7 separate regions of the Mus musculus genome follow, and regions 1, 2, 3, 5, 6 and 7 are each linked to region 4. Evidence: chromatin contacts called from public HiChIP or PLAC-seq and promoter capture Hi-C data. All regions are on one chromosome and are shown on one strand. The core of a region is the stretch at or near the end of the contact, and the rest is flanking DNA. Distances in the headings are between cores, read along the strand shown.

Region 1 (3,274 bases), core at 428-2,927, 450 kb before region 4:
CGCTTAATTATTACAGTACTTTACACATATAGTATAAAAGTTCATTCTCACAATGTCAAAAATATGTAAATGAGCTACCGTACATAAAAGGTACCAAGATATTTCTAGTCACTTGTGAACAACATTAAGAAATATAGATGAAATGCTTCATGATGCGATTTATTATGGCTGCGATTTAACCCAAATGGTTATATTGCACGTAGGCTAAATGGAAGCACAAAAATTCATTTGTAATATGTTCTTGGAAAAAGAGGGTTATAGTCACACTGCAACATTAACGCTACTTGAATTCAAACCATTTTTCCTACTGTATTAAATATTTCCCTGTGTTGGGAGCAAGATCTTGAATAGCGAAGCTGGTGCTGTTCACCAAATGAAAACAGTGAGCTTGTGCTATTCATAAAACAGCTGAACAACCACGTTGGTAATAGAAGACCTCAGAGAGCCAGCAAAAACAAAACCAACAAACAAAAACCCACCATTGTTTTCTTAATAATCATAATTCTTTTTTTCCCTGTGTGATTTTTACCTGCATAACACTACTCAAATAAATTGACAGTTGGACCCCAAATTACTGTCTTGGCTGCTACGTGGCATTCTGCAAATCTCTCAAAACCCCTTACTTAAGTCTGCTTCACCCCCCCCCCCAAAAGCACTTACTTACTCTCTAGAGTGTTACAGGAATTAGGTGTCCTGGAGCCCACAGCGCCTACGCCTGGTTAGCAGGTTGGAAAGTAATAAGCACAATGGAAAGGGAACCTACTTGGTTACCATGGATACCTTAGATCTGAAGAACTCCTATTTGGGGTGCTCATCAGCCACTACTTGCACAAAATCCCTCACGCTGCCTGGACCTGCATGCGGTCATAAATGTTTAACTGCATCCGTACAGTGTTCTCCAAGTGCTCTGAAATGGCACAGCCATGCTGTGGGAAACCAGTCCTTCCCCTGGTGCATCTGCACTGCCTGCTACCCGTCCAGAGACCTGAAGGTTTTATTTGGCCATCCGTTTTGCAGGACTGAGCCATTTCTGCTAGATCGCTACAACTGCTTAGCTAGAATCAGCCCCAAGATTAATTTCTGCGGCAAGTCAATTCACCCTGGGATGCTACAGCTTACAAAAGGTTTAAAAGCTCTCCCCGCACTGTAGGGGCTCCAACTCTAGTAGTCTGGATAAGAGGGGCCAGGGAGACTAGTAAGGTACATAGCCTTTACCTAGTCACGTGAAAGCTTCCAGGGCATTTCCTCTGCATGAATCCCAAATTACAACCGACTTTTCTCAACATCTGACCCATGCAAAGGAAGTTTCAGTGATATATATAATATATATGCATACATACATACATTACATACATAGACATTAGATCTGTGAAATCTAATGATCCTTGAAGCCAAAGCAGTTATCTTAAACTCACCAGAGACACATGTTAGCCCTCTTCCCAGATGTTCATTTTATCCTACAGGAGGATGGTACAGGCGACTTGGGAGACCAGGCCTTACACTGGTGCCCTGTTTTGGCTTAACGGCTTTAGTAAACCAACAGAAACACTTTGTCCCATAAAGATAATTGCACAACAAAACTTTTATCTTTTCCAGATGGCAAATGGGATGTCACTCAGTGTGACTTAATGATCTGGCCCCCACAGGACTCTCTCTAGATTCATTTGCCTGCTCCGCCAGAGTGCCTACTCGTCGACCGCAATAGGGAGGCTAGTCTCTACACTAATGAAAGTAAGAGCCAGGCTGTTGTCAGGAGCTGGGCATGGCTGGAGAGAGGCGTAAACAGGGGCGTGGCTGGAGACGATTGGTCATCAGGGACAGCTGGCAAGATTGTTTATGTCCTCTACATTCACCATCTCTTTCCTCTCCATGGTCTATGGTTGCTCTTGTCTTCACCATTCTCTTGGGATCTTGACCCACAGCCACAGTTTGACTCTTTCACCCGTGGCCCCTGTTTTAAGTCTTCAGCTCGGCCCTCTCCCCTAAACTCCACATATATATCTAGTTGGGTGTGTAAGCGTTGCTTCTCCACATAACCCTTCATGTTCATTATTTTTCTACAGAATTTTTTTTTTACCTAGTAGGTATAATATCTGTATCTTATTTCCTAGCAAACATTTTCCTTATTTTTTTTTTAACGTCCTAGAATACAAGTGACTTCTAACAGCTAACTTCCTCCATACGTGCACCATACTGGTTATTTTAAAATAGTATCTTAACGTAATTTCAGAAATGCTTACTTTTTCCTTATATAGCATAGTCTCCATGTTTGCTGCAAGATTCTGAGAACAGATAAATATCTAGTCCCAATGTACTTGAAGTCGCATGGTGGAATTAGGAAAATGCTTGTGTATAAACTGATTCTCTTCACAAAATAGGTTGGCATGGTAGCATATCAAGTATAGTTTATTCAGAAAAGAGTCACATATGTCTTTACTGAATTCACTCTTTAAGATTTTGTTTTCCGGGATAGAAAGATGGCTCAAGAGTTAAGAGCATTTGCTCTTTGTTCAGAGGACCCAGGTTCAATTCCCAGCACCCACAGGTTGACTCACAACCATATATATAACTCCAATTCTGGAGACTTTGACAACCTACCCTCTTCTGGCAGACACACACAAGGTACTCAGACAAAATACCCATACACATAAAATAAAACAAAAACATTAAAAATTGCCACAGATGGGCTGGTGAGATGGCTCAGTGGGTAAGAGCACCCGACTGCTCTTCCGAAGGTCCAGAGTTCAAATCCCAGCAACCACATGGTGGCTCACAACCATCCATAACGAGATCTGACTCCCTCTTCTGGAGTGTGTGAAGACAGCTACAGTGTATTTACATAAAATAATAAATAAATCTTTAAAAAAAAATTGCCACAGATACACAAGGTACTTAAATCATGCAAATGGATACATTCATGGATGATCGTAGACAGAGGACACTGAAAATAGTGTTTTGAAAAGGAAAGAAATGTACTTTCATAGTGAACTACATTCATGGATCGATGAACAAAATATAAAGAAGTCTGATTTGCCAAACAGGAGCTCAGTTTTGTCCTCCGTGATCAGCAAATATTTTTTTTTCCTGTAACTGTCGGCTTCCTCTACTCAGTTACTGCCTAATGATCTGTTGAAGTGATACCATCTCCTTCCCGGTCCGCAGAAGTGCCCTCCCCCACCCACATGACCATGCTCCATCTTCTAGAGCGGCATCTTATGCCCGTGACCTTGAACAAAGCCTAAGCGAGAGAGCCTGGTCACTCTGTCTTGAAAGA
Region 2 (3,445 bases), core at 314-2,813, 380 kb after region 4:
ACACCCGACGAAGAAGAAACAGAAGACTTCTTCTTGTGGCTCTCATTAGTATGGCGTGTGAGGTAATCAGTCCCCAGCCATTCTGGGCTTCTGTGCTTAGTCTGGAAAATGCGGGGTGTGAAACCCATGGTGACAATTCCCTCCAGCAGGAGGTGGGTAGTTAAAACCAGGGAGGTGTGCACGGGGTGTGCACGGGGTGTGCACGTGAGTGTCAGTGCTTGGATTCTTTTGTTTTGTTTTGTTTGTTTGTTTGTTTGTTTGTTTTTGAGACAGGGTTTCTCTGTGAGAGCCTGACTGTCTTGGAACTCACTCTATACACCAGGCTGGCCTCGAACTCAGAAATCCGACTGCCTCTGCCTCCCAAGTGCTCCCAAAGGCATGCACCACCACTGCTAACCTGGACAGCGTTAGTGTAGATTTTGTGATACCATGTTTTAACATACTACCTGCCTGAAGTGCTTTGTATAATTATACGAATAGTGGGTTCTCATGTTTGATCTCACAAAGATGGCCAGTGGGCTCATTCCCAGTACAGAATCTTCTCTTTGCTCCACATGATCTTTTGGAAAGTGTAGAAACATATTCTTGGCATCCTGACTTTGGACCCAAGGAAGTACCTCCTCTCAGATGTCAGTCAGGGAGAATAGAGTCAACTGTATCTGACACCATACACACATGTCACCCCAGGACTGAGCCAAGAATCACCTGACCCTGTCCTTTATGCAAATTTTTGTCTTAATAACTGAAGAACTTGATTCAAACAGTTAAGAAATTCACATCATTTATATTTTGTTTTAAAAGATTTCACACACGCACACACACATACACACACACACACACACACACACACACACACACACCTCAACAGGCAGGAGAGCTGGCCTTGCCCCTCACCTACTGCAGCAGTTGGGAGAGCAGAGCCTGCGTTTTCCCTGAATGGCACAGTAGAGTTGACCCTGATGGACAAGGCTGAGCCAGCCCTGAGAAAGCTGGCCCTGCAACTTGTCTGTCATGCAGTGGAATGAATGAAGGAGAGATGCTCTCCCCACCCCTACCCCTACCTACTACGCCCCTGCCAGAGAGCTGGCCCCAGGGTCATGGGGTCATCTGTGTGGGAGAACTAGCTCTGTCCCCTCACCGGCTGGCCCAGCTCCTTCTCTGGTATAGGCACAGATGAGCTGGCCCCAAAGTCATGAAAGCAGAACAGCTGGTTCTGCCCTTCACTGCAGCACTGGATGGGCTAGCTGGGACAGCACTGGGAGCTCACCCTCAGGCCCAGATCCAGGGCTTTCAGTTGGTCCACCCTAACATCTACCCCATTGACAAATTGCTGGCACTTGTGAAGGGGCCGATCCAATTCCATAACCGGGGATTGCGGTGACCCCTAATCCAGCTTTGGGTGAGCTGTTGCTACTTCATGCCCCCAACCTGACCCCATCCCGCCTGGGGCAGATGGCTGTGCTCCAATCATGAATGATCAGAGCCACTAAGAACAGAACAGGCACTCGGCTGGGCTTGCAGCTGCCTGGCAGGCTTGGGGCTCCCCGGCTCTCTCCTTCCTCTGCTGTTTATTTGTGGTTAGCGCCTCAAAGCAGTCACCTGCATCCTGAAGCAAGCTCACCCACAACCCTTCTTCACGTGGACACACGCGTGCGTGAAGGTCTCACATGTCTGAAGGCACATTTGTCCCATGATCATGAACATGCCTGGTTCTCTACCCAGAGGGCTAGATATGTGGAACTCATGCATCCAAGTTATAGATTACCACAGATTCCAAGTAAGGCCTTCCACTAAACCTCTTTGAGCTCCCATGCTGTACAGTAATAGAATCTCAGAACAGAATTGAAACATAATTTAGTTCCATGCCCCTCCTCATTCCACAGGCAGCCCTCTGGGGTGTCACCGGCAGATGGCCTCAAAGGCGCTGCCTAAACGCTTCCAGTTATGGGCATACAGTGCCACTCAGGGCAGATGGCTTCAGTTTGTGACAGAACTAATTGATCAAACATTGTCCTTCTATTGAACAAGCATCAACATCCTTGACATTTCCAACCCGCCACTGGGGTGGTAGTGGGGATGAGCAGTGTGGTTAGTGGGCAGAGCCCGTCCCATGGCATGCAACAGCTGCCTCCAGATTAATTCAACTTTCCCAAACAAGGTGAGGTGCTCAAAACACCTATGATTCTTGTAACAATTCTCCCGTGTTCAAAACACCTATGATCCCTGTAATAATTCCCCTTCCATGGTCCTTAAGGAACTTACCACAGATACTGTCCAGAGTCTACTGCAATCTAATTCAGATACCTTACCTCACTGGCACACTTCAGTTGCCCATCTAATACCATCAATTAAGGAAAATCAGAAGGGCTGGAAAGATGGCTCTGCCAGTAAAACGTGCTCACCGCTAAGCTTAGGACCTGAGTTCAATCCCCAGGATCCACGTGGCAGGAGTTTCCTCTGACCTCCACAGTGCACTGTGCAACGTGTATATCAGCAAATACACAGACATGCACACCCCACATACCCACACACATGCACATATGCGCACACACATACAGAGACAGACAGACAGACAGACAGACAGAAAGACAGAGAGGCACACAAACAAATACATACATAATAAAAATTTTAAATGTATACAAATGGCCATTGCAGAATTAGTGGGGAGTAATGTGGTCTCTGCAGGGAGGAGAGGTGCTGCCCAGTCTCTTTGTTTGCATAGTGTTTAGAAAGGCCTGGGGAGAATCCTTGTATCCTCTTCAGCTCAGAAATAAGGACCCTGTATTCAGCCAGCTCATGTATTCATGCAGAGCCATCTCCCATTTGCTGACAAGTTCGTGGTCCACTGAAGCCAGATCCCAGCCACTAAGTGCTTTGAGAGTGAATAAAGAAGAGAAAGTGGCTTGGAATGGCATTTGCCATTTCTCTCACTAACAGTCCTTCATGACAAGGAAAATGGACAAGTCTCTCTCCTCTCTGAGGTACTAGTGTGCATTGAAATAGACATTTATATTTAGGCCCTGCTGAAAAGGAATTATGTTTTCTTTTCTATTACTGACGTGTTTTATGAGAAACACGGACATAACACATAAAATTAGGCCTAGCTCGTCTTCCCTCACACAACAGGAGGAGTGCTGCTCATGGGCCCTGCAGACCATCCAGAGCCTACAGGTCTCCCTGTAAGTTCTCAGAAGGCAGGATTAAAAAGCCACCTCTCTCCTGATGGCTAATTAGAAACTCACACCCAGAACAGCTTTCCTTCCTTCTGGCCACATTTAAACTCTCCGTGAACTGATACATGGCTTATCCTTCTAATAATTTCACTGTTAGAGAGACATCTTTAGAATAAGCTGCAGGGTTGTCAGGAAAAGCATAATTAAGCCAGACGTCAGGGACACGGGTCTCAGTCCTGGGTCAGCTACTAAACAAGCAAGCAGCTGGCAAA
Region 3 (3,296 bases), core at 527-3,026, 480 kb before region 4:
GGTGAGAATCGGGGTTGGACATTTAACATATGTGAAAATTGCCGCACGGGGATTACCATGCGTGGAAGCAAAAGTGAAGCCTTTGAGGGACAGCCATCAAGTACATCCATTAGCCCAGAGTGTGACATTTCAAGTAGTAAATGATAAAGAGACTTTCAAATGTGATCCCCCAGGGAAGGTAAATAATGTTCTCCCTAGCACCTTTCCAGGACTTGGTATAACTTAGTTCTGCAGGACTCTTTAGCTACTCCCTGAGTCTGTTGAGGTGGATGGATAACTAATTTTCATGGAGAGCAGATGCTAACACTAAGTCCATGGTTTACAGTCGCCTATACTACGCAAATTACGGCAACAGTATTCGCCAAAACTTAAAAGCCAGAAAGACAATCAGCAAAACTACTCTATGGAAGAAAGCCATGTTCTCCCCTGTGCCTCGCACATCTGTGTATTTAAAAACTTACCTAGACAAGGACTTGGGGCTCTAAACATCATCACTGTCACACGTCAGCTCAAAGGGGGTCTGCCATGATGTTTGTTAGCCACAAGGAGGATGAGGTTCCCGAGGAAATAGCCGTGTTAACGCAGGTTAGCCTCAGCCACTGGTGGGAACGTTGCAGCATGTAGGTGTGGTAGCATCTGCACCCACCAAAATACCATTGGGTCGACCTAACACTCCCTTTGAATTTTTAAACTCTTTTCTTCGTGCTTCCTGCCTTTCTGCTCTTCAACACTTTTTTTTTTTAAGTCCTTTTGTCTGGGACTCTAGTAGCAAAAATTAAACAAAAAGGGGAAAAATGTTAAAAATAAAAATAACCATTAGCCTACTTTGAACTACACCCCCCCCCTCCCCAGAAACATTAATGAAATAACACTTTCCTGGAAATGTAAGCCCAACCACTCATGTTCTACTTCATGGTACTGGCTCTTCCCCACCCCCATCAAAAAATGATGCTGCAGCATCTCATATTATCTCGAATGGGAAGACTATTTTTCACCGGTTTTTATGTTTTGTTCCCCCACTACAGTAGAACCCAGCTTCCAACTAATCAGCTTTCCACTCTTCTGAGAAAGAAACAGGAATGAATGTTGTCCAGAGCAAGGACGGTGAAGTCTGATACAGGCAGCCCAGCCAATGGCGAAGCTGACTGAGCAGCTCCTGAGGCCACACTCTTGTTCATCTCAACTACAAAGCATCTCCCAGCAGTTAAATGGCAGGGAATACAGAGGTAAGACGCATAAAGCAGAGGCTTCGTGCTGCGTTCCTCCAATGATGTTCAACCCTTTAGGAACATGCAGATCTCCCTGCAGGCCGTGGAACTATTAGGTATGGGTTTTAGAATCATCCTGTTGCCAACAGAGGCCTGCGATTTGGTGATCGTCTCGCCGGCGGCAGCTGGGTCAGGAGATCTGCTTCCAGAGATGGTCGTACAGAATACCCAACCAAAAATGTATATTTGTAAAAATAGAGGAGGGGAAAAAGACTAAGGGGAAGAATGAGAGAGAGAGAGAGAAAGAGAGAGAGAGAGAGAGAGAGAGAGGTGGGGGTGGGGGTTGGGGTGAGGGTGAGGGGGCGGGGAATGCACAGTCACCTCCTAACAACAGTCGCGTTGTGATTCCTCTGGTAATGTTACCCAGGTTTTGTTTATCATGAAAAGACCCCATTAATGCCTCGGCCCCATGAACCAGCAGACCAACTCCATGAATGGCACCTATCAGAACCCAGGGTAAATCCAATGATTAGAGGGAATTTGCCAAAGGGCCTTTCTAGCTGAGAGAAATGCCTACTCGGGAGAGGAATGCAGAAAATTCCTGGGCACACAGGCCCCTCTTTGTTGGCAGCCTGGTGGTATGCTGAAGCAAATAAAGGACAAAAATGGGATCTTAGATGCAGTGAACATTTGAAGAAAATGGGTTTCAAAGACCTCCTTGAAACATTCCTTTTAACCTCCTCCCAGGAAGGGAGAAAAAAAAATCCTGATAAAGATGAATGACAGAGACCTTCTACCCAAAGCACCCATTGATAGCACAGCATAACCTTGGCCATTCTTAGTTGCAATATAGCCTTAGTAAGATCTCCCTTGTCCTGCTGAGCCTCCTAGTTAAACAGTAAACCAGAGTTAAAGCTTTACAGATAGGCACACACACACACACACACACACACACACACACACACACACACAGAGCGGCTTTCCTGACAGAGTACACTGAGATTTATCGTGACATGAAAGCAACCAGCAGGAAAGCAGAGGGGTGGGGGTGGGGGAGGGCATGTAAGAGCAGACTGGGTGTTTTAACCATTTGTAGACAAAGCAAGAAAGAGTGTGCTGAACTATCACGACCATCCAAACACATATAAGCAACCAGAAAGAGAATCCGCAGGCAGACTGCCGGGTAAAGGAGGGGAGGGGGCTGCACTGGACTTTACATCTGTGCACAAGAGCAGTGTTTGTGAGTCAGAACCCAGAACACCAGTCAGACATAACAGGCTTACACTGGTTTGCCTGTACAATGGCCCAGGTCTATGGGAATGCTGCCGTGCCTCACTCAGTCTGCGAGCCCAGGAAAACAAACTCTTGGTTTTGTTTGGTGGGAAGCAGCTAGCAGTGAGAGGGGTGAATCAGAACCTCACACAATTCCGTTTGTTGTTTGTTTGTTTGTTTTAAAAACAAGATTTAGGTAGTCCCTCAGCAAGTTACTTTGTATATCTGAGTTTCTCATTTTTCAGAAAAGGACTCCCCCCACCCAACGCCCCCCACTCCCCAGCTTCCTAAGGCCCAAACAATTTTAATGACTTTTCTGCACAGTGTGCCCCTAAGTGCAATACGTTTGCTCATAACTCTTGTTATAGACTTATTTTATGTTCCATTTTAATGTCTGCTGGGCTGAGAGGAAGCACAATAATAATCACGTAATTCTAGTTGAAGGTTTCCCTCCCCTCTCTCCCCGGCTGAAATCTAATAAAATATTATTTATTTGTATCTTCGGAGAGTCGTTCACTAACATTTTTCAAATCCATAGGAAAGGGCTCGCAAAGGTGGTATCTTTATTACTTTGTGAATGCCTTTCATTTTACTATTTGTTTTAAATGCCTTTTTACTGGTACCAGTGGATTTACATTACAGACCCGGAGGAGGATGCTATTTGGGGTACACACAACAGATGCAAACCTTGGGTTGTGTTTCTCAGTACTCACTTCACGGTTTGCTATATAACCGTATAAAACCCTTCTCCCAGACTCTCCTTGCAAATCACCATGTGCACAGAACTGTGGGGTTATTGTGTCCCTGTTTATGGCT
Region 4 (3,543 bases), core at 431-2,930:
ACGCACGCACACGCACACACATGCACACGCACGCGCACGCACACACGCACGCGCACACACACACGCAAATAATCATTCATACACTCCCTTTCAGCACAATCTGTTCCTTATCAGCCAGCCCAGCAGGTTTTAGAAATCCATTGATAAAATGTCTAGTCAGAATCCGTTGATTCCCAAGAATGAGCGTTAGAAAGCAGCCCCAGGAATATGAGTCGATTTAAAGGTGGGTCCTTTCCGAAGTACAATGTTCCAGAACAAACATAAAACTTCCGTCATTGTTAACGGAAGCACTTACAAACTGCAGTGGGTATACTTAACTATGTACCACTGGTCCTGAGAAACCACTTCGTCAAGTCTATAACCCTGAGAATCTTCCCTGGATAACATTTTATACATCAAAGTACCTTTAAAACCTATTTTGTCTTTTATGCTGCACAGGGTGTAGTCGACTGTCAACTCAAGTGTGCGTTGTGTCCTGGCTAGCCGAACCTCATTTTGACAGTTCAGGCTATCCTAGCCATAGGCAACACAGCGACCACCTAACACCTCCCACATAATCCAGGTTTCTGGTGATTATAACGTTTTGCCTTGCCAGACAAAATGAATCAAGCTTTGATTTGTTTACTCTGTCCAAATTCAAGAGCCCCTGCAACTTAATATTTTCCTTTAAAACCTCCCCTTTGGACTTCAAATAATTAGTTTTTTGACACGCAATGGAAATAGGAAGAAAGAAAGAAAGAAAGAAAGAAAGAAAGAAAGAAAGAAAGAAAGAAAGAAAGAAAGAAAGAAAGAAAGAAAGAGAGAGAGAAAGAAGAAAGAAAGCTCTCTAATACTTTACATATGATTCAAAGAAAATTCTTTTAAATCCTTATTGCCCCCACTTATCGCATAACCTACAAAGGCAGGAACAGTACTTTTTATTCAGATAGTCTGACTTGAAATAGCCCAGTGGAAAAGTTTAAGAAATAAAAAGGGAGGCGGGGGGGGGGGGCTCTGATGCTTGTTTTCACTTGAAAAGAAGACAGAACTGGTACCTGCCCCCTGGAGTTTTGCTGGTACCTGTTTGGGCCTATGAGCCGCCAGCCCGGTCCGGGGTGCGCCCCTGTCCCCAGGGGCCTGGCGACGCCTTCCTGGTTCCCACGCCCTGGCCCGTTATCCCCCGGCCGCAGCTGCGGAGAGGCCCGAAAGAGAGAGAGACGCGCCCTCGGAGCTGCAGCCCGCGCCCCCGACCACCTCACTGAGCCTCCCCGAGGACCCGCGCGAGGACGGCGGCTCAGGTTCCCGTTGGGGACGGGTAAGGTGTCAGCGCGGCGGCCGGCGGGGCGCGGGCTCTCCCGCCTGACCTCGTTCTGCGCTGTCCCCTCGTTGGCGAGGAGCGTCTCCGGGGTCCACGCCGAGACTCTACGGCAGGGGGATGACTCTCAAGACTGAGGGGGCGGCGCGGGCGCTCCCGGGACGGGGGTGGGGGTGGGGGGAAACACTCCGGGTCCCAGGCTGACTCGGAGGGATCGGAGGGCCGGATGGGGCGAGGCGGGGACTCACCGCGCGTCGTGGTGGCCGCGGCCGCGGCTAGGCAGAGACCCAGGCAGAGCGCGATTGGGCACGGGAGGGTCCGCCGCGCACTCTTGGGGAAGACGAGCCTCCGCTGTCCGATCCCTCCTCCCTCCCGGCTCCGGGCGACAGACGGGGCGGCGGGAGGCATGACGGGAAATTCCTGGGCACGGGCGGCCGAGTCCAAATATGAGCATAGCAGACAAGCGAGGGAGGACGGCGGAGCGCGCTGGCCGCGGACGGGGCCCGCTGCCCGGGACGCGGCCGCCGCCAACTCCCGCCTCCGGCGCCGCCTCCACCGCCCCGGGCCAGCCCTGCGGGAACAGGGCTTCCGCGCGTGGGCAACCCGTAGCAGAGCCCCCTGGCAGCATCCACCTGAGACCTTTACTGTAGGGTCAGGGCGCCTGAGAGCTAAGGACCAAAAGTCCTGGCCTGTACCAAAGAGGCTGTGAAGTGCCAGTTAAGGTGTGACATGGTCGCTCTTGTGCCTACTGAATACCCATAATACAGAGGACCACCGACTGCGTCCCAGGGGTCGCACCTGGAGGGGACCTCACCACACCCACTATGTCCAGGTGAGAATGTCCTTATAATCCCCCACTATGTGTGAGTGAGTGTGTGTGAGTGAGTGTGTGTGTGTGTGTGTGTGTGTGTGTGTGTGTGTGTGTGTTGTAGTAAGATTCAGCAAAAGGGCAGTCCCTGAAATTTTACTTGAACACCATATATGGAGTCAAAGCAGGCCGGAAAAGTTTTCGCTCCAGCTAGAGCTGTTTTACAGGACATTCCTCCTCACCTTGACTCAATATTCACTGATACAATCTCTCCCCCAAACCCCAACTCACTCTCTCTCTCTCTCTCTCTCTCTCTCTCTCTCTCTCTCTCACACACACACACACACACACACACACACTTACTTTTGCACACTGTCCAAAGAGGAACTTTGATAATGTATTTTAAGGGCGCTACCTCTGATGACCAAAATGTCAGTCCCAGATGTTTGATTACAGGCCAAGCGCGTGCGAACCTGACTTTTTTTTTTTTTTTTTTTTTTTTTTTTGGCACTAAACTCCACAATTAATCAGATCCAAATGACCCTCTCTCAAGACAATGAATGTAATTATGCCTTAATTACTATAATATATATCCACACACACCCAAACAAATGTTTGACAGGATCTGGAGATGTGGGATGTTATACAATTACTTCTCAGCATATTAAGATGCTGCAAAAGTGATTAATTGATGTCAAACACGGACGGGGGAAATGTCAAGCAGATTTAGAGGGTGGATTATTCTAACATGAACTAGAGGGGGGTAATTTGTCCATCACGCCGCGCTTGAAGATGCTTTATTTGAAAGTTAGTAAACCTCATTTCTAAACAAACTCGATTCTGGCAACACAGGAAGGCCCCCAAGCCAAAACATAGTGTATTTGCAATCGGCCGCTTCTAAAACATCCCGTGAATTACACCCAACAGATGGGCAGATTTCGCTTCACGAATTAGCAGTGTTGGTGGAGCTACAGGCAGATGGCCTAAGGAAACTCAGGCTGGATGAGTTCTGATAGAGCAAAGAGCTTTAAAGGCCCATTAATATTACTATCCAGCTATGTACCTGAAACGCACAGTGGGCAGGAACGGGAAACTCGAGTATCCCCGTTCCCATCCTCCGTCCCTCCTCCCTCGCTGTTGGAGCTTGTATTACGTAAGCAGCCATTTTTCTCCCTCCTTTCCCTGCAACGCGCAGCACAGTCCTTCCCCATAATCTAAATGTTTAAAACAAAAATAAAATGAGTGCAGCCATTTATAAACTTTAGATAAGAACTCTCCATGAAGCGGGGAGGGAGGAGCACATTTTGAAGGACTGCAGCAATGGTGGCTAGGCCTACAATATGTCTGTACAGTGGCCGTGAGAGGCGGAGCTGTCCCTTTGATTGCCTGGATTAAGTACATCAAGGCTAGAAGAAGGAAGAATAGACTTAATGGGTGCAAA
Region 5 (3,255 bases), core at 345-2,844, 350 kb after region 4:
AGCAGTTGGTGCTCTTAACCATTGAACCATCTCACCAGCCCCTAAATAACACTTTTTTCAACCTGTCCCTTCTCCAGTAAAACTGTACAAGTCAGAGCTCACCAAAGAGGAAAAGGGTGGAAGAAAAGGCTCACGAAATCACAGAGTCCAAGTTCCACAGTCTGCCATCTGCAAGCTCTGTATCCAAGAATGCCTGTGGCAGAGATCAGTCCAAAGTTCCAGTCTGAGGGCCTGACGCCACCTGAAAGCACTCTCACGGACACACTCGATGGCCATGTTTTGCCATCTATCTGGATATATCCCTTAGCCTAGTCAAGTTGACAGCTAACATTACCATTTCATAGCTCTTATCCAGACCCACTTGGATTGTTGTCATAATTCCCTGACTGATAGATAAGCCCTTCCTCTCTCCAGTGCCACTAAAGACCGTGTTCTGAAGGATAAGACAGAGGAGACATGTCACATGGTACTACTGACTCCTGGCATGTCCTTCAACTCAGAGTCATCCCTTACTGAGCAGCACTGATCAGTGTGAGGCTGTAGGAGGGACACCTGACAAGCTGTCACTAGGAGGAATCCCCAGGAGGACTCTGATTGAAACTGGGGAAAACATATCATATTCGGAGGAATAACTTGATGCAGAGGGTGGAGGATAGGATTTGTAACAAAGTGGTGGTTGTCTACCAAGCCTATAGGATTGTATTGTGCATTTACTCGGAGTAATGTAGGCTACGGTCAACGGCAATTCCAGGAAGTTCTATCGCCATCAATCTGCCCCCCACCCCCTTGTTCTCCTTGCTTCAGCTTCCTCCTGGCCTGTCGTCATTTCAGACATTGCTTTCTCTTGAGAGTCTTCCTTGACTCCGAGTGTCCAATCGCCTGCCTCTCGTCTAGACTCTCCTGACACCTCGCACACCCTTGCTCTAAAACCTAGGCACACTCTTCTGCCACTCTCCTTCCGTGCCCTGACGCCAGTCGACAGCTCCTTCAGAGGGAGGGATGCCGTTGTCCCAGTGCCTTGAGTGCAGAGCCCCAGAGCAGGCAAGTGACAAGTACTTAGTCATCACTTCCAAACAAATAATTAAATACGTGAACAAATAGAAATTAACACTTAGCAGTTAACCATCTCGAGATCGAGAGAGATCACAAAGGGTTAAGTGCTGTGTTAATGGCATGTGTACCTCCCGCAACTCCAGTGAATAAGCCATTAAACGTTTTCTTATATGGTAAGTCACAGTGAGACAGCATGTGACTTTGGTCATTAAATAAATTAATAAACTGTTGATCTGAAATAATGTCCAGGATAAAACTGTGAAACAAAGTAAGGCAGGAACACATGGTTATTTAATTCCCTAGAATTAAAGATACATACTGGGCAAGAATCCCGTCGCAATGCCCAAATCTAAGAAACACCAAGCTGCTAGTCCCCAGTTCCTGTTAAATGCTGGTTGTTACAAGAGCAGATTCTAGAAGCATCTCATATGGGCCCTAAAACAGTGCAGCCCTTTTTCCTACCCCCCAACTCCAGAGCAGAAACAAATCTGCTATTGTGCTTTCTGTTACTCGCAAGCAAATTTAATCTTAGTTCCTACAACTTCCTGAAGGAAATGAGTTGTGAAAACGAAGCGGCAGTCATCCAGACGCAGAGAAGTAGGCAGGGGGTCACAGAGGAGTAAATGAATTGGGCACAAGGACAGAAATCGAAAGACAAGGACAGGCCCTAGAATAGTGGACACGGGCTGTCCAACAAAGGTGAAGGGAAGAGACAGGCTACCAGGCTAGGAGACAGGCAGGAAATTAACCTGAGATAGCGGGGGACCAAGGCCGCACAAAGGAGCCTTTGTTGTCCCGAAGAGGAAGGGAAAGTATACATTGTTTCTAAACAGGAAAACTAAGCATTTGAGTTAGCGCTGAGAAAGCTCTCTTCAATAGAGACCCGCCTGAAGGGAAGCAAACTGGAGCCAGGTAAGTGGCTGCCACAGTAGTTTACAACAGTGGTTCCCTGCCTTCCCAACACTGTGTCCCTATAATATGGTTCCTCATGTTGGGGTAACAACTCCCCCCCAGCCATAAAGCTATCTTTGTTGCTACTTCATAACTGTCATTTGTGACAGTTATGAATCATGATGTAACTATCTGTGTTTTCCCATGGTTCTAAGTGACCTGTGAAAGGGTTATCCAACGACACCCAAGGGGCTGAGACCCACTGATTTGGACATCCATAACCCTACATCTGCACCATCCAAAACATCACAACGAAGTCTATCCCTCAGACACTGGATCACCAACCGGGCAGCACACACCAGCTGACGTGAGGCCCCGACACACACACAGCAGAGGACTGCGGGGTCTGGGTTCAGTCAGAGAAGATGCACCTAACCCTCAAGAGACTGGAGGCCCCAGGAAGTTCAGAGGTCTGGTAGGATAGGAGTGGGGGAGACATTCTCGTGGAGACACGGGGTTGGGGAAGAGGTATGGGATGTGGAACCCTCGGAGGGTGTACTGGGAGAGAAATAAAATCTGTAATGTAAAATAAAATAAAATAAAATAAAATAAATAAACAAAAAGAAGCCTAGTCCTACAAATTGAAAGAGACAAGGAAAGTCAACAGATGTGTTGTGAAGATACCTACAGCTAGCTCCAGCCATCATATGAAATGATAACATTTTTTTTCAAAACAACAATATTCCGTATTGGTTTGGCCTAGTTTGGTGCAATCCACCAAACCTGCTCCTGGCCTATGAAGCCAAGCCCCCCAATAACCGACCCCTAGACATTTGCCTTTTTCTGCCCTGTGTTCTGGCCCTTGTTGTGGCTGTCTATCAGCTACCAAGACTCCTGACTGGCTCTCAGCTCTCGAGTGCACCACAACGCCTGGCACACCTCCTGGGACAACTGTGTCTCTTCATTTGCCTTCTGAGATTCCCCGCCTTTGGGTCACTCCCCTTTGCATGATGACTATCGTCTCCTTTGCTGACTCCTTGTCACCTGAGCAACCTATTAAATGCTTCCGAGTCCCCAGCTCAGTGTTTCACCTTCCTCTTTCCATCTACATAAGGTTTTCTCAAGATCGACGCTACTGATATTTTGACCTGTCTGTCCTGTACTCAGCTGTCCTGTGCACTGTAGGACACACCGTGGTACCTCTAGCCTCTAACCACCAGAGGTCAGTAGCTATTGTGCCCCACTGAAACTACCAGAATAGTTAGGGACCAATGTCAGCATCCACAGGAAAGTCTCCTTTGGCTGTTTTAG
Region 6 (3,653 bases), core at 1,059-3,558, 350 kb before region 4:
ACTCAATACAAAATGAATAAGGAAACAGTGTTTTGTCAGCAGGAGGCTCAATGGGGATGACACAAAAGTAAAGAAATAGGGTGAGGAGGGATGGGAAGACAGGGCAACATCAAGCTGAAAAGGCCCAGTGCTCCTGATCTTTAATATACATGACATGGTTGAAGGCTTTCAGCATAGAGTAGTGGGGAGGGGGTGGGGGCTGGAGGCAGGAGACAGGGGGCTGATGCTATATAGCAGGCAGGAATCCTTCGTGACCAAGCCTTAGAGTTTGGTATAGACTATAAACCAGAGGTAGTCTGAACTTTACAAATCTGTCCTACTTGAAAAGTGTTGGTTTGACATAGGGAGAGATTTCCTTTGCAGGAAATTAGGTGGCAATTTAGAAAATAGTCCAAAATGAACAGAAAACCATGAAAGGGCACACAGGTTTACCCCCATTGGGACATTCTACTGAACCATGGTGCTTTCAAAGATTGGAACTTGTGGTTACAAAATACTAAATTAAAACTGCGTATTTCACACCCCAAACTGAGCGGAGGCGACCGTCTTCTTAGTGCACCCAAGGAGCATATGGAGAGAAGGGCAAAAGATGAAGAAGACACATGACCATCCACCTCAGCAAATTCTACTTCTGGGAACAAAAACAAGGGGCACAATTTCATACGAAAGTCAGGAGCCCACCTTATAAGAGCTGTTATTACAGCGTTATTTATCTATTAGTGAATGGGATATGAGTACTAACTCATCGCTTGGAGACTTGTGTACTTACTCAGAGACAAAATAAAGACCAATATTGCCTCAGAAGAGATACGTAGAAATCCATTGCTAGATGAAATAAATGGTCTTGACTATCAACCTCTTACAGGGGTCTTTTTTGTTCAGGAATACTGTCATGAACTGCTCTTCACTGTTCTGTGTTGCTGCTAAAAATTAAATTTTCCTAAAAATGTAAACTTATAACTTCTGTTCATACTTTAAATGAGATATAATTCTAATAACTTATTTTGCTGTTTTATTTTGGTTTTTTGTTTGTTTTTTTGTTTTGTTTTGGGTTTTCTGTTTGTTTGTTTGTTTGTTTGTTTGTTTGTTTGTTTGTTTTAGACAGGGTCTCTCTAGTTTTGTTCTGGAACTCAATATGTAACCCAAACTAGCCTTAAACTCATGATCTGCCTGACTCTGGCTCCTAGTGGCTGGGATGAAAGGCACATAGCACCATGTCCAGCTGGGATGATCCTAAGTTAGTCTTTTCTCTTTTGCTGCAACAACAACAACACAACAAAATACCCCAGGCTGGGTATTTTATAGAGAAATAAGGGTTATTTGACTAAAAGTTATGAAAACTGAAATCCCAAGATCAGGCAACTTCTTTGGTTTGGGCTCTGAGGAGCCTTAAGCTCGTCACCTCATGGACGGCTGAAAGGAAACGCACGTGGGAGAGGGAGCAGTTATATGATGACATAGGAAGCTAGACAAGATCAGGACCACAACTCATCTCGTCAGAACTAACCAGGGTTCCACAAGAACCACCTTAACCTAGCAGGTTTTGAGACTGGTGTCCCAAAGACCTAATTACCTCCAGGTAGGGTCTGCGTACCCCCATCCACATTGGTACCGTAAGGCCCAGGCACCACTGGACGACAAATCCTGTGTAAGGCAGAGCAGTTGATGTCTTCCACCTTTGAGCAATTCCTGTCCAGTTTGCTCTCTTGCTCACAGCTCAGACTTTCATACCAGAAGATCACCAATGATTCCTCAGAGTGAGGAAACATTGTTAGGGTGGAGAAAGCTGTGAGCCTGAGTTGTTTAGTGGCAGTCTCAGGGCTTCTGTGTTCTCCCTTGTATGTATAATATGTATCTTAGTGCTGCCGACTAAGTTTAACCTATTCCTTTTAAAGGACTCGAAGTTATGCTGAGACACGCCCCCTCCCCGTAACCCCCCCTCCCCCATCTTTTCTTGGAGTGTTTTACCTACAGAAAACCACAGCCAATCAAAATGCTGAACTGTGGAGCACAGCCTTAATATTTTTAAGTGTGTGAAAAAGAATGTTTAGAGAGCCTCATGCAAAAAGCTGTTTCGCTTGAACTCAACATCTCCAAACACACAGCCACAGTTAGTTATGCACCGGGAACACACCATCACCCTCCCCGAAATCTCACACTGTAGTTGATTATAAGTATAAATCAATACATGTACCCCGCAGATCGATGGCGAAGAGCCTTAACGATTCCCGCAAAGCCGCCTTTATAGAGTGGAGGAGAATACACAGCTGACAGGGAACCGCTGGGTTATGGCGACCACCCAGGTGGTGCCAGAAGTTGGAAGTAACCCTCCTCCCCCCTGCCCTCCATCAACGCAGCTCAGAACGAATTGGCTTTTCAGGAATGCTGAGAGAAAAGGAAAAGCCGGCCAAATCTTCCCGGCAGAAGTAGTTCCGATCCGGGGATTAGAGTCTGTCAATTAGGGGTGTCCGAATGGGACGGAGGGAAGAAAGAAGGAAGTGCTGCTTAAGTGTCAGGGGAGACTCTTATTTATTTTTATTTTGATTTGATTTTATTTTATTTTTAGGAGGGGGAGCAAGCGCTGGGAACGATTTTTCTTATTCTGCTTGGAAAGGAGTCAGTCCTGATCCAGATTTCCTTCCGGAAGAAACGAATCAAGGACCTTGCTGGCGGAGGGTTGGGAATGGGGGTGGGGGACAACCCTAGGTGGCCCGAGCGTGGTACGGCCTTGTCAGAGGCTATTGTACGGCTAGACCCAAGGCCGTTTCGGTACCCACGCAGCCACTTGCAGGACCGAGCGTGTCTGGATGAGCCAACTGGCCTCCCTCCGCGCCGAGCGCCCCAGCCGTCTGCTCTGCGCACGGGGTCAGGGGGCCCGCGCCGGCAGGGGCGCCTTTGAAGTCTCGGCAGCAGACTGGGTGGGAGATGGATGACCTAGGAGGGACAGGGACGAAGGGGCCCAGCCTGGTTCCCACGATCCGCGGCTCGAGGGGCCACCGCGCAATGCGGGCCGTTGCTGGGGCAGAATGAGAATGAGAGCACGTGGGTGATCTCGGAAAATGCGCGCGCGGGGATATGATCCCTAAATGTGAGCCAGGAGATTTAGCGCATGACGAACCCTAGGGAACGCACAGAAGGCGGCCACCACCGGGAGGGAGGAGGCTGTGACTCTAGGTAGCCTCGGTGAGAGTGAAGGTGGTGTACGTAAGAGGACCCGGAGTAGGATGGAGAGTGTCCTACTGGTTAGGGGGTGGGGTAGGTGTACGTCAGGAGAGGGGACCCGGCAGCGTGCGGGCTCCATGCTGCTGTGCAGATCGGTGTAGCCGTGGGTGCAAGCAGAGAAAAGGCGACCCCGACAGAGGCACGGGGCCCCTGGCCTGGACCGCTGGGCGGCGTCTGCGGAGCATCTGAGCTCAGCCTCCGGGAGCGGGGTTGGAGGGACTAGTTGCAGAGCAGCGACGCCAATGAAGTTGGTAACTTTTTCCCAAAGAGGAAAAAGAAACCGCCAAACAAGGGTCCCCTAGAAGGGTGGGAGCAGTGGCCCAGTTGCCGATAGACTCCACCCCCTCCAGACTCCGCCCCCCTCAGACTGAGGGGCGCCCGGCCTGCAGCCAATGGGCAAATCTACGTTAGGCGTGACTTTGTGGTTCGAC
Region 7 (3,544 bases), core at 820-3,319, 470 kb after region 4:
TAAGTAAGCACCCTCCCCCATTGAACTACGTCCTTATGGCCATCTGAGGAGCTGCCTGAATGATTTCCTTCTGTACGGCTACAACCGCAACCATAACGCTGAACAGGGTATTGAGAGCGAACATTCTTGTTACCATCCTCGAAAGCTAACATTTATGTAGCCTTTTACAGTGAAGTAGGTGGCTAGCTGTAAGTTTTTATGACTCTTTTTCTTTTCTTTTCTTTTTTTTAAATTTTTTTTTCGAGACAGGGTCTCTCTGTGTAGCCCTGGCTGTTCTTGAACTCACTCTGTAGCCCAGGCTGGCCTCAAACTCAGAAATCCTCCTGTCTCTGCCTCCCAAGTGCTGGGATTAAAGGCGTGCGCCACCACTGCCCAGCGAGACTCTTTTTCTTTAGACAGGTTCTTATAGCCTAAGCCCAGGTTAGCCTCAAACGTATAATCCTCTTTCTCCCAGTGTCCTAAGAGCTGGAATTGCGAGTATTTGCCATCATGGCTAGGGGAAAACTGTCTCTGATTTTTCTGCACGAGGCTGAGTTCCTTGGATCTTATTTTCTCAAAATTTAGACGTTTTGAAGCTATTATTTCATTTAAAAAATTATTTCTTCTTTTTCTAACTCCAGTCCTGTGAGTGGTGGACTACATTGTCGTGTCTCATAGGTCACAGAGATCCTATACATTTTTATTGTATATTATATTAATTGTACAATACTGTATGTTATTATAAACTATCTGCTTTATTTTTAGATGTAAAATAAAAAAAAGAAAAATACTTTTCGAAGGTTCTGTGTCCAGTTGTCTGACAGATGTCTCAGTGGTTAAGAGCACATGGTACTCTTGCAGAGGACCCATGTCAACTCCCAGGAACCCTCGTGGTGCCTCACAACCATTTGTAACTCCAGTCCCAAGGGTCAGACGCTCTCGTTGACTTCCCCAGGAACTAGGCAAGCATAGTACACATACATGCATGCAGACAGACACTCATGCACATAAATCTTTTAAAAAGAAATCGCAAAGGTGTGAGTCCAACACACAATCAACTGGCAAATGGCTGTACCTTCTTTTGTTCTGCATAGAACAGTGCTCACTTGGTATATCGTGCATTGACCTCGCAGGAATCCCTAACAGCAACTTAACTTTTTAGCTAACTTAAAATATTTTTTGAGGTTTCATTCAACAAAGGATGTGTTGCTACTGGTCGTGCACTTCTTTTCTTTTTTAAGATTTATTTATTTATTTATTTATTTATTTATTATAAGTACACTGTAGCTGTCCTCAGACACAGCAGAAGAGGGCATCGGATGTCATTACAGATGGTTGTGAGCCACCATGTGGTTGCTGGGATTTGAACTCAGGACCTCTGGAAGAGCAGCAGTTAGTACTCGTAACCACTGAGCCATGCACTTCTAAGTTTCCAAGAAGGCTTGCAAAAACTCACCAAGTAGGACTGGCCAAGATGCCAAGGCACCTGCCGCCAAGCCTGAGGGCCTGAGTTAGATCCCCTGCACTCACTCCACAGAAAGAAAGCACTGACGCCCGCAAGATGCCCTCCGACCTCCACACACGTGCCGCGGAAGGTGCGTGAGCACGCAAAACCCACAAAAATAAATGTAAATTAAAGTGTGATTAAAACTTGAAACGTTGACCAGAGCTCCTAGCGTCGTAAAGACGTTCCTAAATTGTTTGAAAGTACATGCCAGCCGAGGAAAGTGGAATAACAACAGCTGAGCCAAATGAGAACTTCACCTCGACAGGTGAAAAGTCAAAGGACACAGGCAGAGCTGTCCATTAACCCCAGGACTGGCCGGGACTTTAACCAGCAGCTGATCTTGTGTTCACAGCACGTGCGCTGCTTCACTCTGGAGGGAAGATGAGCGGACTGACTCCTGTCTTCATCTCCGGTGCTCTGTCCTTCCTCCTGCAGCATCAGGAGCAGGCCTAACCAGTGGCGAGGCCAGGCTCCGCGCGGTCCTAGCTCTGTCCAGCCCTGCCCAGCGCCCGGGCTCTCCGCCGCTCCCCAGGCCCCGCCCACGGCCGCCCGTCACGTGACGACGCGCCCCGCCCCCTGCCCCGCCTCACGTGATCTCGCCTAGGGAGAGAAAGCCTGACCCCGTCTCCTGCGCTCACCGGCGTCTCTCCGCAGCTCTCGGTTCCCCCGCGGAGCTTGGCCGCCATGCGGCTCCCTTCGGCAGCCGGGCCCCGGCCGGGCCGTCCCCGCCGCCTGCCGGCGCTGCTGCTGCTGCCGCTGCTGGGAGGCTGCCTGGGGCTCGTGGGGGCGGCTCGCAGGCCCAACGTGCTGCTGCTGCTCACCGACGACCAGGACGCGGAGCTCGGCGGCATGGTAACTCGTGTCCACGCCCTCCCCTTGCCCCTTTGCTGGGCCGCTTGGCCGTGGGTGGCTGTGCGCGGTCACTCCGGGCCCTCCGGGAGCTTGGACGAGTCATGGGACCCGGCTTCCTCCCCCGAGCTCACCCACAGGCTCGCACCGTGCGCACGGTGCCTCCAGCCTGGACCTTACTGCTGCAGTGGACACTCGCCGCTCAGGGCAAACCTGTGGAGGCCAGTGATTGATTAGGGAGATCCGAGGCCACGTCAGCCCTCTTCACGGAGGACCTGGGACGTCGGCATCCGTGCTTCTGTGGTGGCTATAAAAGTGGGTTTGTAGGCTGTCGAGCTGTTATTGACAGAGAGTGTTTTTGCTTAAGAAGCATCAAAACCAAAATCAATTGGCCTAATCGAACAGTTGGCTGAGGCATTACTGTCAGGGCTCCAATTTAGGTCTAATGGGTGTTAGTCATGAAGACTGCATTTCCTTCCCAGTCACTTCTGCTCTTTCGAGGTTCCGGAATTTGACCTTTGGGAACATGAACGCCAATCTCCATCCATTGGTGCTCTAGGGATTTGCCCAAAGCACTGAGCGGGAGGAGGCAGATTAGGACCAACCCTCCAATGGTATTCCGTCCTGGGTCAGCATTGCTCTCACTAAAAAGGAAAAAGAAACAAGTCGAGACTCTCTCCCTCTTTCGGTTCTCCTTCTGCTTTCAGCTGATTGCGGTAGCTGTGAAACCTCTAAGCAGGAGGGTCCTACTTTTTCCTGTGTGGTCATTAACCCTGGCTCAATGTCCTTCAAGTTGCTGGTCCCAGCTGATCAGTGAGTTGTGAAATGAGTCTAGTGAGCCAACATTTTGGTTTTCCACGTGTCACATGTGATAATGGTTAGCAGAGCCTGTGTATTTCTGGGCTGGGCAGTAACACTTTGCCTTCCGCGAACTGTCTTTTTCTAGATGGTGTTCTGTTACCAATCCCCTTGGCCCTTCTCTATATCTACATAGATCCCATTCATCGCCTTGTTGCTGTTGTGGTATCCCCTGAGCCATAAGGATGTTGAATCTCTTCTCCCCTCCCACCCTGCTGGAGGGCCTGCTAAGCCAGTTCTCTCTCAGAGCGAGCCCCCACCCCCTGTACCAAAAGTCTTGACTTAATTCCCTCTTAGGTTTTATTATCCCTCCCTCCAACAGTTCCCATAGCTCTCTTCTCTTTCTTTCTC

What was found. Promoter capture Hi-C pulls out the DNA fragments that hold promoters and counts their contacts. HiChIP or PLAC-seq counts read pairs in DNA pulled down with a chosen protein or histone mark.
Region 1: an H3K4me3 HiChIP or PLAC-seq map of embryonic limb bud shows a contact between it and region 4, with 2.9 times the contacts expected there. The contact joins the enhancer-like site here to the promoter of Msrb3 in region 4. A contact is called at or near these places in 6 of 39 promoter capture datasets (the 3T3-L1 cell line, cranial neural crest, frontonasal cranial neural crest and 3 more), 1 of 15 datasets of contacts at CTCF or cohesin (the NIH/3T3 cell line), 7 of 115 datasets of contacts at active chromatin or transcription factors (bone marrow-derived macrophages, craniofacial prominence, embryonic forebrain and 4 more) and 1 of 9 other capture datasets (pancreatic islet).
Region 2: an H3K4me3 HiChIP or PLAC-seq map of stem cell-derived neural progenitor cells shows a contact between it and region 4, with 2.5 times the contacts expected there. The contact joins the enhancer-like site here to the promoter of Msrb3 in region 4. A contact is called at or near these places in 2 of 39 promoter capture datasets (hippocampal neurons and liver), 7 of 115 datasets of contacts at active chromatin or transcription factors (bone marrow-derived macrophages, craniofacial prominence, double positive thymocytes and 4 more) and 1 of 9 other capture datasets (adipose tissue).
Region 3: an H3K4me3 HiChIP or PLAC-seq map of stem cell-derived neural progenitor cells shows a contact between it and region 4, with 2.8 times the contacts expected there. The contact joins the enhancer-like site here to the promoter of Msrb3 in region 4. A contact is called at or near these places in 5 of 115 datasets of contacts at active chromatin or transcription factors (embryonic basal ganglia, embryonic forebrain, forebrain and 2 more).
Region 5: an H3K4me3 HiChIP or PLAC-seq map of bone marrow-derived macrophages shows a contact between it and region 4, with 2.7 times the contacts expected there. The contact joins the enhancer-like site here to the promoter of Msrb3 in region 4. A contact is called at or near these places in 7 of 39 promoter capture datasets (cranial neural crest, frontonasal cranial neural crest, hippocampal neurons and 3 more), 1 of 15 datasets of contacts at CTCF or cohesin (embryonic stem cells), 8 of 484 Hi-C or Micro-C datasets (the HPC-7 cell line, bone marrow-derived macrophages, cortical neurons and 5 more), 19 of 115 datasets of contacts at active chromatin or transcription factors (DN3 thymocytes, SST interneurons, bone marrow-derived macrophages and 13 more) and 2 of 9 other capture datasets (embryonic stem cells and liver).
Region 6: a contact with region 4 is called in an H3K27ac HiChIP or PLAC-seq map of embryonic stem cells, with 4 times the contacts expected there. The contact joins the enhancer-like site here to the promoter of Msrb3 in region 4. A contact is called at or near these places in 6 of 115 datasets of contacts at active chromatin or transcription factors (craniofacial prominence, embryonic basal ganglia, embryonic limb bud and 3 more).
Region 7: a promoter capture Hi-C map of the HPC-7 cell line shows a contact between it and region 4. The contact joins the promoter of Gns here to the promoter of Msrb3 in region 4. A contact is called at or near these places in 7 of 39 promoter capture datasets (the HPC-7 cell line, cranial neural crest, embryonic stem cells and 4 more) and 2 of 484 Hi-C or Micro-C datasets (both in the G1E-ER4 cell line).

What each region holds. Positions count from the first base shown.
Region 1 is chr10:120,443,179-120,446,452 of GRCm38.p6, forward strand. The region is part of intron 3 of Hmga2 (high mobility group AT-hook 2); the gene reads right to left. Among named protein-coding and RNA genes, the nearest start is that of Mir763, 3.3 kb to the right of the region's middle. Within about 2 kb of position 1,678, at least 6 of the 459 cell types and tissues checked have an H3K27ac peak or open chromatin away from gene starts, as enhancers often do. A contact at or near this core is called in embryonic limb bud, where this site is marked.
Region 2 is chr10:121,281,093-121,284,537 of GRCm38.p6, forward strand. All of the region lies in intron 9 of Tbc1d30 (TBC1 domain family, member 30), which reads right to left. Among named protein-coding and RNA genes, the nearest start is that of Gm35404, 40 kb to the left of the region's middle. Within about 2 kb of position 1,564, at least 26 of the 459 cell types and tissues checked have an H3K27ac peak or open chromatin away from gene starts, as enhancers often do. A contact at or near this core is called in double positive thymocytes and stem cell-derived neural progenitor cells, where this site is marked.
Region 3 is chr10:120,415,560-120,418,855 of GRCm38.p6, forward strand. The region is part of intron 3 of Hmga2 (high mobility group AT-hook 2); the gene reads right to left. Among named protein-coding and RNA genes, the nearest start is that of 9230105E05Rik, 28 kb to the left of the region's middle. Within about 2 kb of position 1,777, at least 73 of the 459 cell types and tissues checked have an H3K27ac peak or open chromatin away from gene starts, as enhancers often do. A contact at or near this core is called in embryonic basal ganglia, embryonic forebrain, oligodendrocyte precursor cells and 1 more, where this site is marked.
Region 4 is chr10:120,897,291-120,900,833 of GRCm38.p6, forward strand. Msrb3 (methionine sulfoxide reductase B3) reads right to left here and starts at 1,681. Exons shown (of 7, transcript NM_177092.4): 1 at 1,543-1,681. Gm4473 (a long non-coding RNA gene) reads left to right here and starts at 1,757. Exons shown (of 2, transcript XR_001779656.2): 1 at 1,757-2,126.
Region 5 is chr10:121,249,822-121,253,076 of GRCm38.p6, forward strand. No RefSeq gene overlaps it. Among named protein-coding and RNA genes, the nearest start is that of Gm35404, 8.5 kb to the left of the region's middle. Within about 2 kb of position 1,595, at least 23 of the 459 cell types and tissues checked have an H3K27ac peak or open chromatin away from gene starts, as enhancers often do. A contact at or near this core is called in the HPC-7 cell line and bone marrow-derived macrophages, where this site is marked.
Region 6 is chr10:120,549,728-120,553,380 of GRCm38.p6, forward strand. No RefSeq gene overlaps it. Among named protein-coding and RNA genes, the nearest start is that of Gm34952, 23 kb to the left of the region's middle. RefSeq lists an enhancer at 2,231-3,653. Within about 2 kb of position 2,309, at least 93 of the 459 cell types and tissues checked have an H3K27ac peak or open chromatin away from gene starts, as enhancers often do. A contact at or near this core is called in craniofacial prominence, embryonic limb bud, embryonic stem cells and 1 more, where this site is marked.
Region 7 is chr10:121,363,021-121,366,564 of GRCm38.p6, forward strand. Gns (glucosamine (N-acetyl)-6-sulfatase) reads left to right here and starts at 2,070. Exons shown (of 14, transcript NM_029364.4): 1 at 2,070-2,338. The coding sequence starts at 2,171. Gm51786 (a long non-coding RNA gene) reads left to right here. Exons shown (of 3, transcript XR_003948972.1): 3 at 1-247.